Linked DNA regions of Mus musculus: regions 1, 2 and 4 are each linked to region 3. A link is a contact called in public HiChIP or PLAC-seq and promoter capture Hi-C data. All regions are on one chromosome and are shown on one strand. Each heading gives the region's core, a stretch centred on a gene start, on an enhancer-like site or on the middle of the called end of the contact. The rest is flanking DNA. Distances are from core to core; before and after follow the strand shown. Region 1 has its middle 37 kb from the start of Tex50. Region 2 overlaps Rabgap1l (RAB GTPase activating protein 1-like). Region 3 holds the start of Rabgap1l (RAB GTPase activating protein 1-like). Region 4 holds the start of Prdx6 (peroxiredoxin 6).

The links. Promoter capture Hi-C pulls out the DNA fragments that hold promoters and counts their contacts. HiChIP or PLAC-seq counts read pairs in DNA pulled down with a chosen protein or histone mark.
Region 1: a promoter capture Hi-C map of the HPC-7 cell line shows a contact between it and region 3, with 5 times the contacts expected there. The contact joins the enhancer-like site here to the promoter of Rabgap1l in region 3. A contact is called at or near these places in 17 of 39 promoter capture datasets (the 3T3-L1 cell line, 3T3-L1-derived adipocytes, the HPC-7 cell line and 11 more), 6 of 115 datasets of contacts at active chromatin or transcription factors (astrocytes, bone marrow-derived macrophages, embryonic stem cells and 2 more) and 1 of 9 other capture datasets (liver).
Region 2: an H3K4me3 HiChIP or PLAC-seq map of bone marrow-derived macrophages shows a contact between it and region 3, with 5 times the contacts expected there. The contact joins the enhancer-like site here to the promoter of Rabgap1l in region 3. A contact is called at or near these places in 17 of 39 promoter capture datasets (the 3T3-L1 cell line, 3T3-L1-derived adipocytes, the HPC-7 cell line and 10 more), 2 of 484 Hi-C or Micro-C datasets (embryonic fibroblasts and muscle stem cells), 10 of 115 datasets of contacts at active chromatin or transcription factors (the 230-238 cell line, CD8 T cells, astrocytes and 7 more) and 1 of 9 other capture datasets (embryonic stem cells).
Region 4: a contact with region 3 is called in a promoter capture Hi-C map of erythroid cells, with 5 times the contacts expected there. The contact joins the promoter of Prdx6 here to the promoter of Rabgap1l in region 3. A contact is called at or near these places in 13 of 39 promoter capture datasets (the 3T3-L1 cell line, 3T3-L1-derived adipocytes, the HPC-7 cell line and 8 more), 2 of 484 Hi-C or Micro-C datasets (the N1E-115 cell line and uterus), 3 of 115 datasets of contacts at active chromatin or transcription factors (T-cell acute lymphoblastic leukemia, large pre-B cells and memory CD8 T cells) and 1 of 9 other capture datasets (liver).

Annotation. Positions count from the first base shown.
Region 1 is chr1:161,193,449-161,199,713 of GRCm38.p6, reverse strand. It overlaps the pseudogene Gm6185. Among named protein-coding and RNA genes, the nearest start is that of Tex50, 37 kb to the right of the region's middle. Within about 2 kb of position 4,038, at least 271 of the 459 cell types and tissues checked have an H3K27ac peak or open chromatin away from gene starts, as enhancers often do. A contact at or near this core is called in the HPC-7 cell line, astrocytes, bone marrow-derived macrophages and 5 more, where this site is marked.
Region 2 is chr1:160,405,395-160,411,155 of GRCm38.p6, reverse strand. All of the region lies in intron 17 of Rabgap1l (RAB GTPase activating protein 1-like), which reads left to right. Among named protein-coding and RNA genes, the nearest start is that of Mir1927, 110 kb to the right of the region's middle. Within about 2 kb of position 2,480, at least 14 of the 459 cell types and tissues checked have an H3K27ac peak or open chromatin away from gene starts, as enhancers often do. A contact at or near this core is called in bone marrow-derived macrophages and second pharyngeal arch cranial neural crest, where this site is marked.
Region 3 is chr1:160,791,407-160,797,324 of GRCm38.p6, reverse strand. It overlaps Rabgap1l (RAB GTPase activating protein 1-like), which reads left to right and starts at 4,387. Exons shown (of 21, transcript NM_013862.5): 1 at 4,387-4,589. Gm37083 (a long non-coding RNA gene) reads right to left here and starts at 5,430. Exons shown (of 3, transcript XR_003948752.1): 1 at 5,012-5,430.
Region 4 is chr1:161,248,357-161,254,009 of GRCm38.p6, reverse strand. It overlaps Prdx6 (peroxiredoxin 6), which reads left to right and starts at 2,800. Exons shown (of 5, transcript NM_007453.4): 1 at 2,800-2,988. The coding sequence starts at 2,894.

The DNA.
Region 1 (6,265 bases), core at 2,789-5,288, 400 kb before region 3:
AGTTGTTTGTTTGTTTGTTTGTTTATTTGTAATATAAGCAGGTATACCATTTAACAATAGCATGCTTTTGGGTTATGTTGTTATTGGGTTTTGGTTTTGGTTTTGGTTTTGGCTTGGAAATATCTTATTCGAATTGCCACCAGCTTCAAATTCAACAGTCAGGACATAGCAGGCAGGAAAAGATAGTGGCATAAGTGAAAAAGCAAACAAGGGCTGGAGGGCTCAGCGGTCAAGAGCACTGACTGTTCTTCCGGAGGTCCTGAGTTCGATTCCCAGCAACCACATGGTGGCTCACAACCATCTGTAATGGGATCTGATGCCCTCTTCTGGTGTGTGTGAAGACAGCTATAGTGTACTCATACACATTAAATAAACAAATAGATCTTTAAAAAAAGACCAAACAAGTGGAATGACTAATTACAGTAAGTAATGAGTAATTACTGAAAGGCAGCGCTACCAACAACCAAGTGCAGTCGCTACACTAATCTGTAAGCCTTATGAACCAGTTAGTCCCGAGCTTCATTCACAAACACATCAAAGGAACAAAGGAGCAAAAGTTATTGGTGCCAAGTTTGTTTCATCTTGCAAAACCAAAAAAAAAAAAAAAAAAAAAAAAAAAAAAAAAAAGGTGCCATCCTCCATCACAGGTATTTATTCTTTACAGGATAAGTTAAACACTTAAAACAATTATTTCAGAACGGCCTTTACACTGAACAACTTTCCATGGGAAAAGTCAGAGTGAAGGCTTATTGTCCACATCTGCTTTCATTTGAGATGAGAATTTCTTTGGCAGATTTCGACTTAGTGTCTGTGATTTTGCATGGTTTCTGAGAGGAGGCCTAATCCATTGGTCTGAGAAGACACTGATCCACCCCCCACCCTCACCTCAACCCCCAACCCCACTCCAACACCCACACCCACATCCAATCCCACTCCAACACCCACACCTACCCCCACCCCAACTCCAACACCCACACCCACCCTAACCCCCAACCCCACACCCACACCTACCCCTACCCCAACCCCACTCCAACACCTACACCCACACCTACCCCTACCCCCAACACCAGGTGGGAAGGGTAGGTAAGAGTTTTGCTGGTGATGCATCTCGCTCTGACCTCCTTCCTTCACACATTACGATGGTGTCACACAAGTGTGGATGTGAAGGGGAAAAAAAAACCCAACAATTCATAGAATAAGTCTATCGGAGTGACGTAGAGAAGGCACTATTGTCTCTAAACCACTTTCTTCATAATGACAACATCAATAATGCTGATCACTGATGGCACATTGAAACGTTAAAGATAGAAATATGTAAATAAATAGAATTTTATTAGCCTCATCAAAGACAAGACCAGCCAAGTACTAAAATTCTCTGAAATCTATACTGAATGCATATCAGGAAACTCACTTAGTAATGATGAACTCCATCCTCGGTTTAAAGCTTAAAGAATCCAAATTCAGGCCTACCGTGACCAAAGCAACAATGCCTGACATTCCGAAATATTCCACTGGGGAGAGAAGAAAGTGAAATAAATTTAAATGTGATTAAATCTATACACTGATTCGCCCTGAGGAAAAAATCAGTAGGAAAGGTGAAAGCAGCGTTTCTTATTTAGAAAGTTGCTTCAAGGGATTGGCTAATGCTGTAGCTCAGGGAATAGCAGTGCTTCTTCGGAGATGGGCAATAGAATAAACACCCAGCCTTTGTGAGCCATGGGACCTTCCTCAGCTATGATGCTGCAAGAAGCCGGAGGTAACATGCAGACGGTTGGCTAGCCAATAAAATACTACAGACTTTAGACTTCAAATAATCTTCATCTCCATGAGATATTATTCTTTGATTCTGCTCTTTTCATAAAGCTTTTTTTAGCTCAGAGCAGATTTGACCCAGTTTGCCAATCCTGCATCATCACTGAGGCTAGGGCGAGTGGGAAAAGAAATGACGTAATCTCCGCTCAGCACCTTGGGACTTTGTGCTGCATGGGCCAGGCGTTGCTGCTTCCTGGAGCATTTGCCCTTCTCTCCCCGACTAAATTGGCAATTCACTGGGCTCTAAATGTTGAAACATAGTCTAGGGAGAATGTTAGAACACAAAAATACTAAAGGTGCCGGGCTACAGAGTCTCCAAGGAGCCCAGGGTGACAGTAGACAGAAAGGAAGAGAAAGAACATCCAAGCAAGCAGTGGAAGAGCTTTCAAACAGGGCACAGCACGATGCTTATGGGATGTGACCTCCCCTTTCTCCATTAATGTCCCCACGTCTGCAAAGCAGGTGTTAAGTGGGGTGAATAGCACCTCACATCCTTATTGCAAGCATTAACTTAGATGATATGTTCCTTGGCATATGTGCATGGCAATGGATGGCCACTCTTGTGATTCCAGTATTAACCACTGTTGTGACTACTACAGTACTGATTTTAATCCACTGGTCTACCACTTATCAAAATTCTTTTCATTTATCTATTCACTTAACTTCACTTTGGATATATATATACATACATATACATATACATACATATATATATATATATATATATATATATGCACTTTCCTAACGAATTTAACTTCAACAATCAAGTTGAGTAAAGCTAACAGTTCTGCAAATGTTTTGATAGGGGACAACTGTCAAACTCTTATTTCCAGTTTCTTTGAGTACATGCTAGTTCTTATTTTTGTCTGATATACATATATATATATATATATATATATACACATATGTATATGATCTTGATTTATTTATTATCATATATATTCTTGCTGAGTTTTAAACACATTTTTATCAAATGTTTGTGTTTCTTTTTTTTAAATAAAGCTTATTCTTGTAATTAACTGCATCAGTTCTTAGCATGACTTCAAATATATTTCTGAACACATTCAAGAAATTGATTTTTTATAAAGTTACTGACTACCAATTTCCATTTCTTTTTTTTTTTAAGATTTATTTATTTATTTATTATATGTAAGTACACTGTAGCTGTCTTCAGATACTCCAGAAGAGGGCATCAGATTTCATTACGGATGGTTGTGAGCCACCATGTGGTTGTTGGGATTTGAACTCGGGACCTTCAGAAGAGCAGTCGGTGCTCTTAACCACTGAGCCATCTCGCCAGCCCCATGTCTGTGTTTCAATGACTTGAGCCAAAGTGACGGAACATTTTTGGTTATATTGATAAATGAAAATAAGGAACTTGTATTGTTAATTATGTGAGAGTCCCATCCCAACTCGAAAACGTGTGTGTCTGGGCTGGGAATCCTCTAACGTGAAAGGGAGGCTGAAACGCCTTCTGCGACCCGGTCCTGGCACTCTGCCCTTGGCTATCATCCATTTAATCTGTCTAAGGGGACACCAAATATTGGCTGCAAACACCTCCATTCCTATTAGGAAGAAGAAATGAACCAGCATTTATGAGCCACCCTGTCTTGAACACAGTAGGGAGCTGGCAAAGGCTCAAAAACAAGTGTCTGGGATTGGGGAGAGAGACACGCCCCGCCCCCCTCCAGGAACAACTGTCACTCAGAAGGAGGTGGGAGGAGCTGTGTACACAAGGAGCTCTTGCCAGTCCCTAGGGTAGCCGCAGCTCACAAGCATAGCAAGCTTCATTAATGCATGCAGTGCCTTACACAAATGGAGTATTGTTAGACCGATTGTATAGAAGAGACAAGCTTAAAGAGGCTAAGTATTTCCCAACGTTGCTGATTGACGGAGTATATCTGGATTCTGTCTACTCAAAAACACATTGAGAAGGAATGTTGGTTCATTCGATCAGCACGTATTAAATTACTGTCGGGCATTTGACCAACTCTAAGCTTGGCTGAAAGGAGGAAAAACTAATCGAGTGAAGAGCTGACTATGAGCGCCACTCATATTCAAGAGGCTCACAGTCTGGTAGGGAGGTGGAAAAACTGAAGTAAGGCATCCACAAAACTTTCACAAAGGAGCAAAGAAATAAAGCTGAAGGAAACGAGCATTCCGTGAATGTTTTCGCTAGTTTGACTGGCTCAGGGCAGTAAGCAACCACTAGGTGGCGATATATCTACAGGAAAAAGAAAACTGCCTTTCCTTAGCTAGAGGTGTAAGAGACGGCTGAGATCTTCATTGGTTAAAGTTGCTCCAGTGTATGAGGGGAGCAAAAGCAGTTTGGTCATAGTTAATATGGTTCCTGGGAGCTGAAACACCTCAAGTCCCAATTTTACAAAACTGAACTAACGGAAGGCCCACTGGGGCTGGGTACAGTTACTCCTGCAACTTACCCGATGCCCCAGCTTCTCTTCCTGACACAAGCACTCTTGATCTCCCCACTCTCGTTTCCCACCTTCTAGATTCAAGAAAAGATCGCTATTTGAAAGGACCTTTTAGTCTAGTGAGTGAAGGATGACGAGCTTGGAAAGCCCTCGGGAACTTCTCCGCCAACTTTTCCCATTTTATGGGGTGAGCAGCTCAAGAGTCCAGACAGAAACAACTCCATGACGATTCCGCTTCTAGGGCACTGCCATGGACTTACTGTAGGGTTAGAGAATAGAGCTCAAAGGGCTAAGAGTACCCAGACATAGGAGCGCAAAGACATGAGGTTACAATGAGAGGCCAGGAGAGAACTAGATCTGACAGAGAGGTGATGTGACAAAACACAAGTGGGTGGGTGGGGGGTGGTAACAGACAGGAGGAAGACATGAAGCAGGGGAAAGGAGCAGGGCAAACCAGGACTCCCAGGCTCTCTAGTAGGATGGCAGTTCTTGTGTTTGTTTGCCTTACCAAGGTAAAACGTCATGTACACCAGTGAGAAACAGAGAACAACGTTCGTCAGTGTGTTGCTAAAGAGGTCGGTCAATATAATCTGGATGACTCTCGTACACCAATAGCCACATATGGTGCTTCCAAAAACATCAAAGCTGAGTCCGATGATTATGTGTAACTCTAAACATAAAAGAAAGGAGAGAAAGGGGAGAAAGAAAAACGTGAGTTAACCATCTGGGTTTTGGCTTGTTTGTCTGTGTTGTTTTGTTTTTTTACTGACTGCACTCTGGTTTGTAAACAGGGGGCCTGTTCTTCCTCAGGCAGAGTGCCCTGTGAGAGTCTGATAAATCTACTTAATGTAGACTTCCCCAGGGATGTAAGTGAGCCCCCACTTACACGCTGGTAAACAATCCCAATGAAACTCCTTAGGTCACACACAGAAAGACATTAGACAGGAGGGCTGGCTGCAGAGAGGAACAAGGAGTGTGGGGAAAGAGACAGGAGAGACTAACAGGAGTGGATACGATTGAAACACATCATGAAAGCATAACTAAGCCCGTTACATGGTTAATGCGTGCTAATAAGCCATTTTAAAATTATCTACCTGATTTCCACCAACACTTCCTTATGCTTTTGGTCCTCCCCACCCCCTCTTGCAGCTACCACAAATGTGTCCCCAGGGCTCATGTCTCCCCTTCACGCTGTGCTGATTCCTGCCATTCTTCTCTAGCTACTAACGAGACATCTAGAAACCTGTCAGGGGAATGTATTCCGCATCCCAGGCACCATTAGCCACACAAATCTGGCTGTTGTCCCCCTAGGATTGTTTTACCAATATGCATTAGTTGTTTGCCTTCACCCTCAGATCTAAGACCACGCACAACTCTTAGCATCCACCAACTGAGATACATGCTGATCCCAGCTAGAGGGATAACCTGGGCCGGATGATGCAATTGGTCTATGTGTGTATGCATGCTGAGGGACAAGAGATGGGTCTTTTTAATTATTTCTTTTCCTTCTTTTCTTTTTTTTTTTTTTAGATTGTAAAATTATATCATTTCCTCCTTCCCTTTCCTCTTTCCATCCCTCCCATATACCCCAGTTTGCCTATTACAGATCAATCCAACACACACTTTGCATTTTAGCAATCACTAAAATGCAAATATGGTTATATTTTCTTGTTTACCTCACTTCTCATTTTAATTGATCAGAGAGCAATGTATAGAGAAAGATGCAGAGACAAATGCACTTTCGTTTCAATAGTAATCTTAGGAAGTATACAGACAGAACATCAACCATCTTACCTCTGAACATGGACGTGTCAGTTGAGTGACCTCGAAAAATTCCAAAGAAAATGCATGTGAAACTACAAATGATCAGCGACTCCCCTCTGATGATATCCGTGTACATCTTAGAAATACCTGGGAAAGGAAAAACAGGGTGTCATTTAATGTGGAGCGTGGAAATGATGCTCTCACGTAGAAAGCAGAGAAGAGATAGAACATGACGGGGGAAAAAAACAGAAAAAGAA
Region 2 (5,761 bases), core at 1,231-3,730, 380 kb after region 3:
GTTTGTAATTGGGCATGGCAACTTTTTTTTTTTTCAAATGAATCAATCATCTTCTAAAACACCTATTTTTAGCTGCTTGGCTTTTATCACGTTTTCTCATTCTTCGCTGCTGAGTGGTGCCATCTGCTGTCTGTGGAAAGAAGGTCATTAGTTTGAACCACTGGGTAGGATGCTATCTATGTAATCTGTTTTTTGCTATCTATGATGCAAAAAACAGATTACATAGAAAGGGTTAGCAGAAGTGGGGCTGGCGACATGGCTCAGCAGGTAAATGTGCCTGCTGACAAACTCAATGATGACGAACCTGGGAACACAAATGGTAGAAGGAGAGAACTGGCCCCACTGCCTGTCCTCTGACACCATATGCCATGCTGCATGTGTTTGTGTATTAGCATCCCATACCCAAACACAAAATAAACACATTCTTAAAAATTAGAAGCAAAAGAAAAATGAATTTGAAATATGTGGTTTGTACCTGAGAGTAGCAGTCCTCAAGCCAGAGTAAGTAATCAGTTGATATATGTTTAACTTGTCCTTGGCTTGTCGGTGTCTGTGTGTGTGTGTGTGTGTGTGTCTGTGTGTGTGTGTGTATGTGTGTGTGTGTGTGTGTCTGTGTGTGTGTATGTGTGTCTGTGTGTGTCTGTGTGTCTGTGTGTGTGTGTATGTCTGTGTGTGTGTCTGTGTGTGTGTGTTTGTGTGTGTGTCTGTGTGTGTATGTGTGTCTGTGTGTGTTTGTGTGTATCTGTGTGTGTGTCTGTGTGTGTGTGTGTGTGTCTGTGTGTGTGTCTGTGTGTGTGTATGTGTGTCTGTGTGTGTTTGTGTGTATCTGTGTGTGTGTCTGTGTGTGTGTCTGTGTGTGTATGTGTGTCTGTGTGTGTGTGTGTCTGTGTGTGTGTCTGTGTGTGTGTATGTGTGTCTGTGTGTCTGTGTGTGTGTGTCTGTGTGTGTGTGTCTGTGTGTATGTGTGTCTGTGTGTGTGTGTTCACAGGTGCCTTTTCTTCCAGTTGCTTCTTAGCAGCCATAGCCTCCTGAAAAATCACTTGGTTTCTCAGTCCCTCTCATTCCTTTTATGTAAGAAAAGAATGTTTAAAACATAGGTCATAGGCTGGAGAGAGTCCACTGTAAGAGCCCCAACTATCCCTCCAGAGGGCCTCAGTGCGATACCCAGCATTCACATATATCTGTAACTCCAGAGGGCCTCAGTGTGATACCCAGCATTCACATATATCTGTAACTCCAGAGAGCCTCAGTGCGATACCCAGCATTCACATATATCTGTAACTCCAGAGGGCCTCAGTGCGATACCCAGCATTCACATATATCTGTAACTCCAGAGGGCCTCAGTGCGATACCCAGCATTCACATATATCTGTAACTCCAGACACAGGGGATTCAATAACCTCTTTGGCACACACATGATATACAGGCATACATGCAGGTGAAATATCCACTCACATAAAATAAAATAATATTTAAAAATTAAGTACAACAACAAGAAGAAAAGCAGTGTTGTAAGAATCAAGTGGGTTAGCACTGTCACATGCCTAGCACAGATCTTCCCTTTCACAGATATTATTCTAGTGAAACTATTTTCTATGAATTTTCTTTTTGCATTATTTCAGAAACACCATGATTTATTAATTTTAGTTAAGTGTGGTGGTCCACATTTCTAGTCCCAGCATTTGGGAGGCAGAGGCAGATGGATCAATGAAAATGGGTTCCAAGATAGCCAAGTCAATTTCAGAAAAATAAAAAGCAGGAGGGAATAGGGAAGTTTACTCTGATGTGGTTATTATGTAAGTTACAAACTCACACAGCACAAGAGAGTTCTCTCAGCAAGGCTTCTGAGGAAGCAAGCAACAACCAATACATCTGGATGGTCCCGGCTTTCTGCTTCAGGCATCCCATCCTGTACAGCCATTGAAACTGCATTCCACAGTGACTTCTAGACTTCACTACCAGCATTGATGTGCACAGTAGCATTTTTCTCTTGGTAACTGTTAATCTCCAGCAACATTGCTAAGAAAATGATGGGCAAGATCCAATTATTGTTCTTTAAGCACTGGAAACCCCAGCCCTGTAATGTCCACGTATTTCATTGGAAATAGTCACAATTTACTACAGATTTTATTTCTGTTTATATTTGTTTCCCAGATTCAGTATTATAAGAACCATAGCTTATGTGAAGCTTAAAGCAGAAGTAGGCAGCACAAAGTTCTTTAGTAACAGCCTATACAATGTACACTTAAACTACAAAATTCCCCCTAATTAAAATGTGTTTATTTATTCACCGTTAGGAGATTATAATGCTCTTGAGGAGAATTCACATGTGATCAAGAAACAATTTATAATCAGTGTGTATGAGGGCAGGTTAAAGGAGTTAGAAATGTTTAACTCAACAAGTGACAAGGGTACGATCTAAGCGTCCTGAATAGTGTGAAAGATTGCGACCAGATGTTTTTCATTTCCTGAGACCAGAACAAAAGGAAGTAAATTTATATTCTAGAAAAAGGAATTGGAACATTAGATGTGAGGCCACTACACACAGTGGAGCTGGAAGCATGGAAACTGGGCAGCATTTGGGTGTCTGGCTGTTTTTCTCAAACTCTGTTTGTTATCATTATCTGTTTCTTCTAGTTGGGCTCAAACTTGTCCCATGATCCTGTCTAGCTTAGGACAATTAGACACCTAGTGATGGAAAACCATAGTGCAAGTAGATCATGGAAATCATTTCTATTACTAACTAGAAATGAAGGAATAAATACCAAGGAGTAAACTCATCAGCTTCTATCATTTTCTGGAAGGAAAAGCTATAAACTCTTAACTCTGTCTATTTTTCAATGTTTTATTCTTTGATCTGTTCTTCTAAAATGCTAGCTACCTCCAATTTTCTAGTGACTCAAGCTTCTTTGTTTATTCAAACAAGGTCTCCTGTAGCCCAGATTGGCATCAAACTCACCACATAGCTGAGAATGGCTGACAACTTTGCCCTTCCTACTCTGCCTCCAAAATATTAGTAATGCATGCCTCATCATATTGAAACTGGCCTGGGTATGCTAGGACAACACTTTACAAACTGTGATAGTTTGTACCTGGTCCTAAGTTTTTGAGTTTCTTAAGACTAAATTACTGACCTGGTCATATTGTTTAGCTGGGAAAAGAGACTAAGTGTTCTCAAAAGGTTAAAGAAGAAATACACAGATCAACTCTCTTCAAAATACATAGCAGAGTCCATGGACCATTGGATAGGTGAAATTCCACAGAAGAATTCTGAATTTAATTTGGTAACATTAACACAATAATTCCTAGGACATTTGTGCTTACCTGTTTGTCAGACAGTGTTCTGCATGCTTTGCATATAGCTACCCATGTGTTCCTAACAGTGGCCATGTTAGGTCTGTGCAGCTTATGAGGAACCTAAAGTATGGAGAGTTTAAGTCCTATAGTTAAAAGGAGATGAGAAATGGATTCAGAGATAGGAAGGTGGGTTCCTTAGCCCAACTAAAAACTACCTTTCTTTCCCAAGAGGGATAAAGACAAGAAATGAATAAGATTTACTTCTGAAGGAAATATCTGTGACATTGCCCAGTTAAGCTCTAGAATGAGTATAAACTGGGACCGTGTACGGAAAGTAGTGAGGGCACAGGGAGCCAGTGAGCATTGGAAGCCCTACTTCACAAGCTGGTCCCTCATGGGCATGCCTTGCAGCCTTCCTGGCTGTAAGAGGGTGCAGATGCCCCTTCTCCTCATCTCTCAGCAGGGCTGCTCTGCTCCCACATACAGTTCTTTCCTCCCTGCACTGTATCTCAACCTTTGTGTTTGTTCCTTAAACCTTTTTCAAGCTACCACTGATCTGTCAGTTCCAGACCCCACCCAACTCGTGTGTGTGTGTGTGTGTGTGTGTGTGTGTGTGTGTGTGAGAGAGAGAGAGAGAGAGAGAGAGAGAGAGAGTGAGAGAGAGACAGAGACAGAGACACAGAGACACAGAGAGAGACACAGAGAGAGAGACAGACAGAGAGAGACATGGAGAGGGAGAGAGAGAAAGAAAGAGAAACCTTTACTGGTCTCTCCAAAGACTGACCCTTATTTCTAATAGTGGGCATCCCTGTGACACTTCCTGTTACCTCTAACACCTCCATCCATCCCCTTCTAATATTTTCATTCATTCTTTTTTTGTTTTGTTTTGTTTTTTTGTTTTTTTGAGACAGGGTTTCTCTGTGTAGCCCTGGCTGTCCTGGAACTCACTCTGTAGACCAGGCTGGCCTCGAACTCAGAAATCCGCCTGCCTCTGCCTCCCAAGTGCTGGGATTAAAGGCGTGCGCCACCAAGCCCAGCTCATTCATTCTTTTGAACATAAACTATACATGAACAGTAAATTAAGTCAACCTTAGATTCTGATGTAATGAGCTTATAAAATGTAAGTTAAAAATAGAAACGGTAAAGGACTTTGAGCAGAAAAATATTGATCTGATCTTCTCTCCCATCCTTTCTCTTTCTCCTGTCCCTGTCTCTCTCCTCTCTTCTCAACTTGCTGTATTGCCTGTAATGTCCCAGAACGTCTGTGTTCAAGCAAGCTTTCTGCTTCAGCCGGGCCACTTGAATGCTTGGGACTAGAGGTGCATGCCACCATATCCAGCATTTTTTTAAAGGGGGGCTACTCAGACTACTCCCCATACAGTAGTAGGGGAATGACTGGAGTTCCAAGAACAGAAACAAGGAGGCAAGGGCAAAGGCCTATCAGCAGGGGTCAAGGGATGGTGGGGCTGGAGAGATGGCTCAAAGGGCATGAGTGCTTCCTGCACAGGTAGGAGCACCTGAGTTTTGATCTTAGCATTCATATACAAAGCTGGCCTTGGCAGTGTACATCTCTAACCCTGGCATGTGGGGCATGGAGACAGGAAGAGGTCCAGATTCAGTAAGAGACCTCATCTCAAAGGAATAAAGCAGAGTGCTACAGAGTAGGACACCAGGTTCCTCCTCTGACTTCTGCACATACATGCACAGCATAGGCACCTATGTATGCATGTGCATGCATACTGTGTACATACATCACATATTTAACACAGACACACATGATGTCTTGCATAGACTGGGAAATTAGAGATAATAAGTAGTTGAATATGCAATATATTCTTTAAAATAAAGCTCCTGAGATGTATTGATGAGTGAGTCTGCATTGAATAAAAACCTTTCTGGTAGAACATCTGGGAAAAGTAGGCATACATGTTAAAGTTAGGTGGGGAGGACCTTTTTCTTCCTTTAATTTACTTTTCTTAATTAAAAATGCAGAAATGAGCTGGGCAGTGGTTGTTGCACACCTTCAATCCAGCACTGGGAGGCAGATGCAGTAGGATCTCTGAGTTCGAGGCCTGCCTGGTATACAAAATTACTTCTGGTGCAGCCAGGGCTACAGAGAGAATACCTGTCTCAATAAAAAAATACAATAAAATAAAATAAAATAAGGAAACTAAAGTAAGATAAGCATAAATGAGGCTGGTGGTATAGCTCCATGGTAGAGTTCTTATCTAGCATAAAAAAAGGCCCTGGGTTCATCTCCAGTAACATAAGTGCACAGACACACAGACATACACACGACCAGTGTTTCCTGAAGCTAGTTTTACACTGTTAAAACCTGCATAGTGGTATGTAATGAACTAAAACATATGAGGGATGATCACATCCATATTGGATTTCCTTACTCCTTATTCCAGGATGGGAGTCAAAAAATATAACATTTGACAAATCCTCCTGCCATTCTTCC
Region 3 (5,918 bases), core at 3,138-5,637:
AACCAGAAGCAGAGTATACCAGGGAACTGAATTTAAATGTATGCTGACATGAATAGGAATTAAACACATGCTGGGAGATTGGGAGACTAAATGAAAATACATAAGAACATCATAGATAAAATTTTAAATTACAGTAAGCACAATAGTCAGGAGTAGAAAAAGCAACATAAAGAAATATCTTGTATAATTCCATTTATGGAAAAATTTCATATTTTGAGCAGGGTTTCATCCCAGGGTGATGTCAAACTCTCTATGCAGCTGAAGATGATCTTGAATTTCTTGCATCATTTGCCCATCTAGCCTTGAACTCCAGATGCCAAATATATAGGTGTGAAATACCAAGTTTACATGCTGCTGGAGATCAAGCCCTGGACTTTGTGTGTGCTAGGCAAATGCTCTAATAACTGTGCTAGATTTCCAGCCCCAGGAAATATTAAATGCAAACTAATCTGTAGTAACAGCTGCTAAATGGTTGCCTGAGGATGTGGCAGATGAGGGCGAATGGACCCAAAGAACATCTTTGGGATGGTAGCTATGCTGGCTGTCTTGATGGTGGTGATATTCTTATAAAAGTATATATGTCAAAATGTGTCCAGTTTTATATTTCAAAAATGAATAGCTAATTGTATGACAATTATACTTTATAAAACTTCTAAAAAGAAATGAGAAAAAAATAGAAAAAGCAAAATCATATCCAAGCAAACCTAACATCTCTTCCTTCCTACTTATTTTTATATCACCTATTTTTTTAAAGGAACTTGCTTATCTATCCTGTGAATTGTAGGTTTTATTGATGTCAATAAAAGATCCCTTAGCTTTTAGGGCTAGACAAGGAAATGCTTGTGAGTGAAATTTATGTGTGGGATGGGGGTGGGGAGATTCGGCATATTCTGGTTGTCTGGGCAGGATAGGACTTATCATACTGTTTTCTCTACTTTTATATACTGAAACATTTTTATGATACAAAAGATCATAATATCTTTTTGTAATATCTCAGAGGTTGGTCATCTCCTAGGAGCTAAGTAGACATGACTCCCCCATGCCCCCTTCCTCCCAGGTGTTTTTGTTATTCACTAAGGAGGGTCATTGTCACAGACAAAGAAAAGCAGTCTGATAGTGAGATAAATTTCAGACATTTCTATCAGGTATTGGTAGCTATCATCTTTCTTCTTATTGGGTAATAAAAATAATAAGTCAGTCTTCAAGAAACGTTAACACTGCCTGCCTCTCTCATGATTGAGAACATGTTCTGATTTCCATAAACATATTGCTTGTTGACCGTGTTGTGGTTATCATTATTGATAGTGGTGGTCATTGTCTTCCTTCTCATCTTCTTTTTCTCCCTCCCTCCTTACCTCCCTCCCTCCCTTCTTCCCTCCCTTCTTTCCTTCCTTCCTTTCTTGAGACAGATTCTCACATTGTAGCCCAAGGTGTCCTGGAACTCACTTTGTATTCCAGGCTAGTCGTGAACTTGTGATCTTCTTGCCACCATACCTGGCTGGTTGAGTGTGTTCTTATTCTGTCTGAAAGGATGACTTTAGTATAGGCTTAGAATGATTTTTTCAGCTTTAAATAAGAAGGAAGGAGAAAAGTCTTCCTGCCTACACTGTATGTTTTGCTACCTCTCGTTTCTCCTTTCTTTAGGGAGCCAGTTCCATTTTTCTTTCTCTTTTCTTCTGTCTGTCTGTCTTTCTTCCTTCCTCCCTCCCTTTGTGTGTGTGTGTGTGTGTGTGTGTGTGTGTGTGTGTGTATGTGTGTGCTTTCTCTTGTATCCCTGGCTGTCCCGGAACTCAGTAGACCAGACTGGCCTTGAACTCAGAGATTCACCTGCCACTGCCTCCAAGTGCTTAAAGGTATGCACCACCACAACCTAGGTTACCAGGGTTATTTTTCTAATCTTTCCAGTGTCAGACAAACAACAACAACAACAACAAAACAACTCTGAACCAATATAATAGTGGCCAGGGAGTGGTTGTGTGGGTAAGAACATTTGCTATGCAAACATGGAGACCTAAGTTCAGATCCCCAACACCCATGTAAAAATAACCAGGTGTGGCCATGCATGCCTACAACCCCAGTGCTGGTTAGAAATGGACACAGGAAGTCTGCTAGAGCCTGCTGGCTGACAGCCTAGCCAAACCGGTGAGCTGTGGTTCAGTGAGAGACTCTGTCTTAAGAGAATAGCATAGAGAATGGCAGAAGATACTCAGCATCCTCTTTTGGTTTGGTTAATGTATACTTAAGTATAACACACACACACACACACACACACACACACGCACACACACACACACACAAAAGACAAAACAAAAATATAAAAAACCCCTCACATGTTAAATGCATATAAACATGGTTACCCATTAGAGTCATTAGGTGCTTTTATTAGGGCAAGCTGATTTAAATAAAGCACAGAATTTAAACTAATTTTTTAAGTGCAGTGATGAGTTCTCAGACATTACATAAATAACCCAGTCTGGGAAGGGTTCTGGGTAGTAGACAAATCCCTATGAGGACCTTCTAAAATTTTATCAAGTACAGAATCTATTCATGTCATTAAAACAATATCTGTGGGAGAGTCATATGATTCTTCCTTCCATAATATGTATTGAAAAATTCAGACTTGACTGCAAATAATAAAAATCTAAATTCATTTTAAAAATCCTAAGTAACTAAGAAAACATCTTGACTCAGGGAAATGACTAAATCTAGAGGATGACTTCTGGCTTATTTTGAACTCTTTCATAATGTGTCAGCTTCGCCTTCGGGTCAGCTTCCTTCACTGTAGAGGTGGTGGCTTCGTTAACTAAACCCACCCATCTCAGCAGCTAGTGTGAGGAAAAACTCCTTTTCATTCTCCTCCACACACAAGATGTGCCTGGCTGTGTTCAGTGTTTAATATTGTCAGTTTGACAGGATATAGGATTATCTGGGAGACAAGCGTCCAGGCGTGCCTGTGAGGGGTGATCTAGATTAGGTTAACTGAAGTGAGAAGTCCGGCTTTCACGTGAAGTCACACCCTTCTTAGGCCTGGCCTCCTGGTAAACAGGAGAAAGTGAGCTAAGTCCTAGCCTTCATTGTCCCCTTTGTCAAATAACTTCGCTTTGTTTAGAAGATACCTGAAGGCAAATGCTATGTATGGCCTTTTCGTGTGCTGATTTTCTCATAGAGCCTGGCTCAGTATCTACTTCTCGTATATTTACAATGAGACTCTGCAAACGTGGAAGTCAACAGATGATTTGTGTTAATTAGATCCTAACTTTATTAGGTATCAAACTTAAAGCATTGAGTCAGGTTCTGGTTAGGAGGTCTACTCAGGGTACAGAGCTTAACAAAAATACCTTCTGGGAAGGACCTAACACGGAGGGGAAACCCGAATGAGTTGGAACACTTTTGCTATGACACAGCATCTGTAGGCATTAACATTAAGAAAAAGGAGAAAAGAAACTTGGGTTTGAAGGTCCTTTGACAAATGTTACAGGGTAGCTTTTGGATCTGGGTGGACAATAATGACAGACCAATTGAAGTGTTATAAGAAAAGAGAACTTTCAACTCAAGAAGCTACTCTAGAGGTCCAATCTCTGGACACATTCAATTCAAACAGTAATATTTACTGAACGGATACTTTCTATAAGCCAGGTAGGATTCATCATGAAAGGCACAGAAATGGGTGAACAGGTCCCTCTAGAATCTCTAAAATATTTCACAGATTAAGGGTACACATATTTGTGCCATAAACCTGAGAAAAAAAGTTCTTATGAGATTCAAGGAATGTACAGGTCTTTTCTGGCTGCTTGATCTAGAAAGGAAAAAATTCACAGTTCAAAAATTAGTACAATATTTGTGGCAGAAAGTAAATACTTTAGTTTATCTGTCCTCCAAAATCTACTCTCTGAAAGGCTAAAAGGTGAGACCCGGGATGCCTTTACCGTTGGGTTAGCGCTTTCCTATGTAGTCTGAGTCTGGAAGAATCAATGAAGGGGGATGCCTCCAAGCACCTTCAAAGGACAAAGAGTCCCGGTGGAAAAGTTAGTCCTCCGAGGTGACTTACTGGCCTCACGGAATGGAAATATGTAAAACAGGTTTGTTAAGAAAGAATCTCCCCAAAAGGGACTTAGAACTCAGTCAGTGCTGGGGATGATTGCCAGGCACCAGCACGCGTGCTGGAGGAGGTCCTCGCGTGCCTCCGCTCTCCTAGCTCGCCCTCTGCCCTCTGCTCAGGTTTGTACTCCGCGCTTTCAGGGTTGGGGGGGCCAAGCCGAGTCAAGCGAGCCTGTGGACGCGCGCGCGCGCCGCCGACTTAGGCAGAGAAGGCACCTCCGCCCTCGGGAGCGCGCACGCCGCGCCGAGGGGCCGGGCGCGCGCGCTCCCGCCGACCGCCTCCTCCTCAGTCCGCCCCCTCCCTCGCCTCTTCCTGCCGTGCGGTCCTCTCCCCTCCCCAGCCCGCTCCCTCCGCCCCGTTCCCTCCGCCCTCCCTGGGCTTCGGCCGCGGCGGAGTGAACGGGACGGGCCCGGCCGCAGAGCTCTGGGCGGCGGGTGGGACTCGGGCGTCTGACAGAGTTGTTGTTCCGGCACGGCCGCGGAGACGTGAGGTGAGGTGAAAGCGGCCTTCGAGGGGGGCTCGAGGGCGGCCTGACGGCTGGGAGCCGCGCTCCGGGGGGTTTTGAGGTGGACCCGGCTGGTTCAGAGAGGGTCGGGGTGCGAGGCCCGGCCCGGGACCGGGATGCTGGAGCGGGGCGGAAGGCATCCGGCGGGCTCAGCACCGTCGGCCGCCTCCGGGACACCCGGGTTCTCCGTGTGGCTGGCTCGTCGCGGTGGGGCGGCCGGGCGGGAGGCGGGGTTGGCGCCCCTCACCTGGGGCCGGGTGGTGGCTTGGGCGGCCGCCGCCTCCAAGTGTGCCCTCCTGACATTGCCGCCGCCCCCGCCGGCGGTGGCCGGGATGTGGCTGCTGCTGGGCTCGCAGTCCCAGCAACCCCGAGTCCGGGGGGGCGTGTGGACAGGTTTATTTTCTTACCCACTTGAAAGCGTCGGTTGGATCCCGTGTCCTTCCCTCGCTCTTCCCTTTCCTCCGCCCCGCGCACTTTGCTCCGTTCCTGCTGGCGATGCTTGTGGTTTTGCTGTCTGGGATAGGCTGTTTTTTGGGCAGATCTCTACCTGCCAGGAATGCCCCGCTTCAAAGTTGACCGCGTGGGCCCCGACAGACACTCATCCACACCCACGCGCATGTTGTCCTCCGTGTCCTGATAACTGAGTCAAAGTTTCTGAGACCGAGCTGGTACTTTGCTCGGATCGCCAACGGTGCAGGGCTGGGCAGTGCGTCAGCATGTGGAAAGGGGCCACTGGCCATTGGGGAGGTGGCCAGGAGCAAGGAAGGCTGAACTGAGAAGTTCATTTGTGGTCTCAAGACAGTTTCGTTCAGGTGCTTATATATTCTTTTTGGACTTCTCAGAGTTGGTTATATCAGAAAAAGACTCGAATTTAGGCGATCGTTTTTTCAGAACCGATGGTATGCAAATTAAATGAACCGCTAACCTTTAATGGTAAGGGCTTGCTTGACCTGCTTAGTGCTGTTTGGAAACAGATGTCAAAGCATGCATTTTTTTTTCCAATGGACAGTTTAGATGATTTTAATGCATCTAAATTTTCTTGTGTATGAGAAGAGGTAGATAGTTGACTGTCACAATTCAGAGAACACAATTTCCTGAAAACCTTAAGACTTTTCTTGTAGTAGTGTTTACATTTGGCAGCCGCTGCACTTCTGTAGAATGTCCAGTAATCGTGATCAGGAGGTACAGACATGAAGTTTGTAGTCAAATTGGAAGTGGATTCTATTCGTGGAAAATACTAGTTTACAAGCTGCCTGGAAAGGGAAATTGGCCTGTGATTCATTGTCTTAGTTGTGTTCTCTATATGAAACTGAC
Region 4 (5,653 bases), core at 1,551-4,050, 460 kb before region 3:
ACAGTTTAAACCAACATTTTTTAATGTTTTTATTAACACACAAAGTGCTGGGTTTCAATATATACTTTGTTCTTGTTGATTTTTCTCCCTATACCTCTTTTCCTTCCTCCTTTCCTCTTCCTAAAAGTCCACAGACTAAGAGAGAGAGAGACAGAGAGACAGAGACAGAGACAGACAGAGACAGAGAGAGAGATTTTGATATTTTGAAGCAGTTAGAATTGTTGTGTGAATCAGACACCATCCCACTGGAAGTTCCTGCACTTCCTTGTTAGCCCTCAGGAGATAATTCTAAGGACCATGGTGTTCTCTCCAGCCATTAGGTTGTTTGAAAGCACTTCCTCCTGACGGCAGAGCCTTCAGTCCTTCATAGCAAAGGGTTCTCTTAGCCTGTTTCCTTCCCATGTTCTGGCCTATCCCACAGCGAGCCCCTCCCTTTCCCACTGTGCTTCTCACTGGTCCTTGAGAAAATGGTCTTCACTGTCCTCCTGTAGTGTCCTGGTTCCTTACATATAAGGCAAGGTCAAACTCACTTACCTACAAGGGTCAAACACAGTGGCCTTGTAACTTTATTCACATACTAAATACATGAGAATGTTCTTTGCTTTCACAGGGACATATACTATACCAGGCTTTTGCCTTGAATAAAATCGTCTTCATTGTTCATGTTCACAATATGAGGAACAGAATGAAGAAACAGTAATAAAGGAAAAGAAAAAGTCATGAAAAGAAAAGGCTATTTTGTAACCACTGTTTCCAAGTGGGCCTATAGCCTTCTGATGCTAGATCTGTGGACTTCTCAGAAGACAGAAATTTAAGTGTCTTGTGAAATAAACTGTGTTGTCAAAAATGTTAATCTCAACTGGGCAGTGGCGCACACCTTTGATCACACAGGGAGGCAGATCTCTGTGAGCTGGAGACCAGCCCGGTTTACAGATCATATTCCAGAACAGCCAGTGATACACAAAGAAATCCTGTCTTGAAAAACAATCAAGCAAACAGACATGTTAATCTCTACCTTTAAAGAATTCCAACTTTTGCCAAGGCTAGAGCACGGTTACTAAATCACCACCAGCAGGCTACTTCTGGCACTATAGATTGGAATAGGTGTTTATCTTACTATACTCGCTTAGTTTAAAGTGGTGGCTATGTAATTATGCCTTTGATAGAGATCAGCCACTTTGAGTCTGCATCCAGTCTCTTTATTGTGGTGTATCTGATTTTTAGCCCATCTTTGCAACACTGCTTATAGTTCCTTAAGGTCAAGCTACCCTGCTTCCCTACTGTGAAAATACATAATAAATAAAGTGAAGATACGTGCTTTCAAAACAGAAGGGTGGAGTCAAGCTAGAGATTAAGTTACCTTAACTTTAAAACGCATGGCAGTAATCTCTGTGAAGCAGGCAAGACCAGTATGCATGCAGACACAAAGACAGGGCTTATCACCATGATGAAAACGCAGGGTACAGTGGGTCGCTGCACTCAGCACCGCCACACGCTTTCCTTTAAATCCGTTGAGTCTGTTCCAGAGGATTCCTCACACCGAACAACAAACACTCACAGCTCCCCTGTCCATATCACCTTACATGATATCATAACTGCACTTTTCCTGTAAGAGCTGGGACTATGTCTCACATCAGGCCTCGCACGGTGTCTAGCTAGCAATAAGGAAAGTGAGAGTTACTGCGTGAATTGTGTCATCTAATAATAGCTACCACTCTGAGAGCACCTGCCATGTTCTAAGTAGTCTACTGTCCTGCAGGCTTCCCCAGGCTGGGCCACACAATCTGAAGCTGACCTCCAGGTAGCCTCACTTAACTTACATAAACTCGCTTTAGTTTCTCCAGCTAGGACTCGGGGCTTTCTAATACATTGTCCTCCACCACACCTTAGCGCTGGCGATTGGACCTAGGGCCTCCCACACTCCAGTCAAGCATCCTGCCGCACACCTGCTTCCTCATTCCCCTTTATTTTGAGACAGACTCTAAGTTCCCCAGGTTGGCCTTGAACTTCCTCTGTAGCTCAGAATTTACAGTCCTTCTCCTTTCTCCAGAGTAGTTGGGGTTTCTGGTTTGCGATCACCAGGCTGAGCTTCTAACAGATTCTGGTTTCTGTGCAGAATGTCTGCCATCTGTCTCTAATAAGGGCAGGCATCTTTCTCCACTTTGTGCTTAGGAAATAGGAAGTCAGTGGATCAAAATGTCCCATTTCTTCAGGTGGGAATTCACTTGCATACACTCGATCTCAAGAAGCCTGTTGTGAAACCTATATTTAAACTTTAGGAATAATGTGTTGAGCATTTTATAAGGAACTCCAGGAATGGGGAGGCAAAATTTAAAAAAAAAAAAAAACGGTTCTTTCCATTGCCCTCTTATTGACATTGGTACAGAATGTTTGCTGCAATAAGAAAGCCACTTCCTCTGACTTAGCCCACGTCACAAGTCTGGTTCTTGCCACATCCTGAAAAACTTCTGAAACCCAGGTTGGCTGAGTAGTCAGTCATTCAGCCAACTACTAGATGCTCATAGTAAAAGAGGGCTATACCCCAAGACCTCTAAATTGTAAGTCCAACAGGGGTGAGAATGTCAGAGGATTTGCGCTAATTCCGCCTTCTCCTAGAGCATCTTTGCAGAGCCGCCAGATCTACAAGTCCCCGCAATTCTCGGTCTTGCGCTTCCTTCCTATTGCACGTGGCCTTCTTTAGCTCCAGAATCTCCCTTGCCTGCAAGCTCCACGTGAAGAACCGCAGCCGCCAGACTCGCGGTCGCCCCACCCCGCCCCAGCCCCGCCCCAGCCCCGCCCACTCGGCCAGCACTGATCTAGGTCTCCGCAGGAGCCCGCCCGCTGCTCACTGCTGCGGCTGCGCCTCCTTGTTCTCAGCGTCACCACTGCCGCCATGCCCGGAGGGTTGCTTCTCGGGGACGAAGCCCCCAACTTTGAGGCCAATACCACCATCGGCCGCATCCGCTTCCACGATTTCCTGGGAGATTCGTAAGTGGCCACCGCGTTGCCCTGCCAGGTGACGGGTCCCCAGAGCTACCTGCCTCGCTTCTTTCCGGGTTGCGCTCGGCCGCGGCGGGTCTCTGGCTTAGCCCCTCACCGGTTCCCGCACGTGCCCGCCGCCGGGGTCCTGCCGAGCATCACCGGGCATTGCTGGGGACCTGCGACCTCTGCCCGGCCCTACGCCGATCAGCGGATCCTTCCCTGACCCAGCGTGGCTGGCCTGGCATGGGAAAGGAGGTCCTTGCCGAGGACGGTTTGTTGTCTGTTTAACCTGGTTTTGTAAACAGTGTTGGGTTTGTGTCGGGGTCGATCTGAAAGCCCAGGGGAGGTGGGGCAGGGTTGCTCGGTGTTTGAGGTCATTTCCCGGGACGCTTGCCCAGGGTCGCACTGCCCGCCCTCCTGCCGCTCTAGAAGTTGTACCTTGCGGAAGGTGGGTGCCTAAGGTCAAAGTTAGAGCACACAGCCACAAATTAAGGGCTGTCCCGACGTTATCTGGGTTCCTCTTAACTTCGGGGAGTGTTTGCGGACTTCTGAATTAAAAAACAAAACAAAACTACGGTGCCAAGTAAGTAGCCAAAAGACTTTTTGTCCAGAGCCTCCTTCAGAGGTCAAAAATAAGATTATATGTAACAGCTTTGGGAGCACCCAGAAACACTCTGTAGGCGTGACCGTGATTCTAGAAGAAGCAATGCTTTGAGGGAAAGGCTGCGACCATTTTGCCACTCTAGGCCATTCCAAGGCTAGGACACGTGTGCCTCCCCACTTGGAGACTCTTTTGTTTCCCAGTGGTCCCCTCCCCCTCTGCTTTGCATCAGCGCCTGGCCTTGCTGCTGATAACAACAGTGGTGGCCACAGTGGCTAGGTATGCACCGATTTTGTCTTAGTTTTACAGCTCCTGAATGCACACATTGTAAGATGCTTAGTTTCAGTCCGCTTTTTGCATACGCGTCAGGCTATGTTGTGGTTCTGGAGTTTCAGTGCCCAATGACACTGAATAAACAAACTCTTGGGTCTGTCTGTGTCCTTTTCGTATCTAGTATGTATGTATGTATGTATGTATGTATGTATGTATGTATGTATGTACGTGAGGACAGAGCAGTTTATGAAACTACTCCGTGACCAGGCAGGAAAGGAAGCATTAGAGAATCTTTCCTGAGGTGAGTTTGGCTCCTCCTGACTAAGGGGAAGCAGAGCTTTTAAAAGAGAAAGGTAGACTAGAAGAAGTAGCAAATGGAACCCTCAGGCCTTGCAGGAGAAAAGTCTAAAAATAAGCATGCCAGCCAGACTCATCACTCAAAATCTAGTGTTAATATTTATCCAAGACTGCCAACGATTTACACAGTGTTCCTTCCCATTCCTGTCTGCAGCCCACACCCCCAGGAAATGTGAGGGCTTGCTGGAGCGCTTCATCTGTAAGGATGAGAGATAAATATGAATCTAAAGCGCGTGTGCTGTGAAGATAGCCACACTATAGAGTCGGGGGCGGGAATCTTAGGGATTGTTTATTGATCTAGATCTGGATGCAACTGTTTTATTCCAGCTGCTGAGGAGACAGTTGGGAAGATCCTAACTTCAAGGCCAAGCCAACTTAGTGAGGCTTTGTCCCTAAATAGCAACTAAATAAGCAGATGAAGTGGCATCTTAAGATGAGGTAAATTTATGAACAAACATAAGTCATGATACGCCTGCAATAACCGAGAAGGACTTTTCCACCCTGTGTGTCATTTCTAATACAAGGGATTTGACTAGTGTTTCCAAACTCTGTTCTGTAGATGATCGCAAGTCAGTTTGCCCCTGACAGACTCAAAGATCCTTTGGAGGAGAAAAGGAAAATGAACTTTAAGCATTACTTAACCCCCTGATAATTAGAAACAGCTGAAGGTTTGGGGAGCCGTGTGGGTTTGAGTGGGTTTGAGTAGGTTTGTATGGTCTGTGGATGTGGAAGAGCATCTTATATATCCCAGGGTTCCTCACTGATCAAAACACCTGTGCCACAGGTTTTCTGGTAGGAGAGACGATTCTGTTAGAGGGAGGAAACCTTTTGTCTTTTGAAAATGAGGAAGGAAATGGCATAATGCCATTGAATTTCTCCAAAGGGTAGGGAGCCCAGGCATTCTTGGAATACCCTGAGGTCCGATCCGCTGGTGTGTGTGAAGGGGCGGAAATACAGTTCAGCAGCATGACTCGGCAAAACTCATTGCCTCGCAATTAAAAAAGTAAAATAAAATTCTAATTCATCACTCCTAGAACAGTACATAAAGAAATGCTGTTCCTTTTTTTCCCTGCAACTTACGGAGCCTTTCTCTTAAGTCTCATCTGACCACCATTGGTCCTTTTCCATAGAACCTAAGGCCTAAATATGGCAGCTAGATTAAAGATGTGTGTTGCTCTTCCTGCCCCGTATTAAAAAAAAAAACAAAAACAAAAAAACCCTAGCCATCACTCATCTCCACAATCTTCAAGCATTGCCTCAGGGCCTCCCATTCTTTTAGGCCTTGCCACCTTGAGTTGAGTGGCAGGTTAGGTGGAAGGCAGTAGCTTTGTCTGCTGTGTTCTTCGTGTTCAGCAAGGTTTGCCCGGATGCCCTGCATCTAGGCCAGATTGAGTAATCTTCTAGTTTGGGACCTTGGCCCTGCCCAGCTCCAGCAGTGGC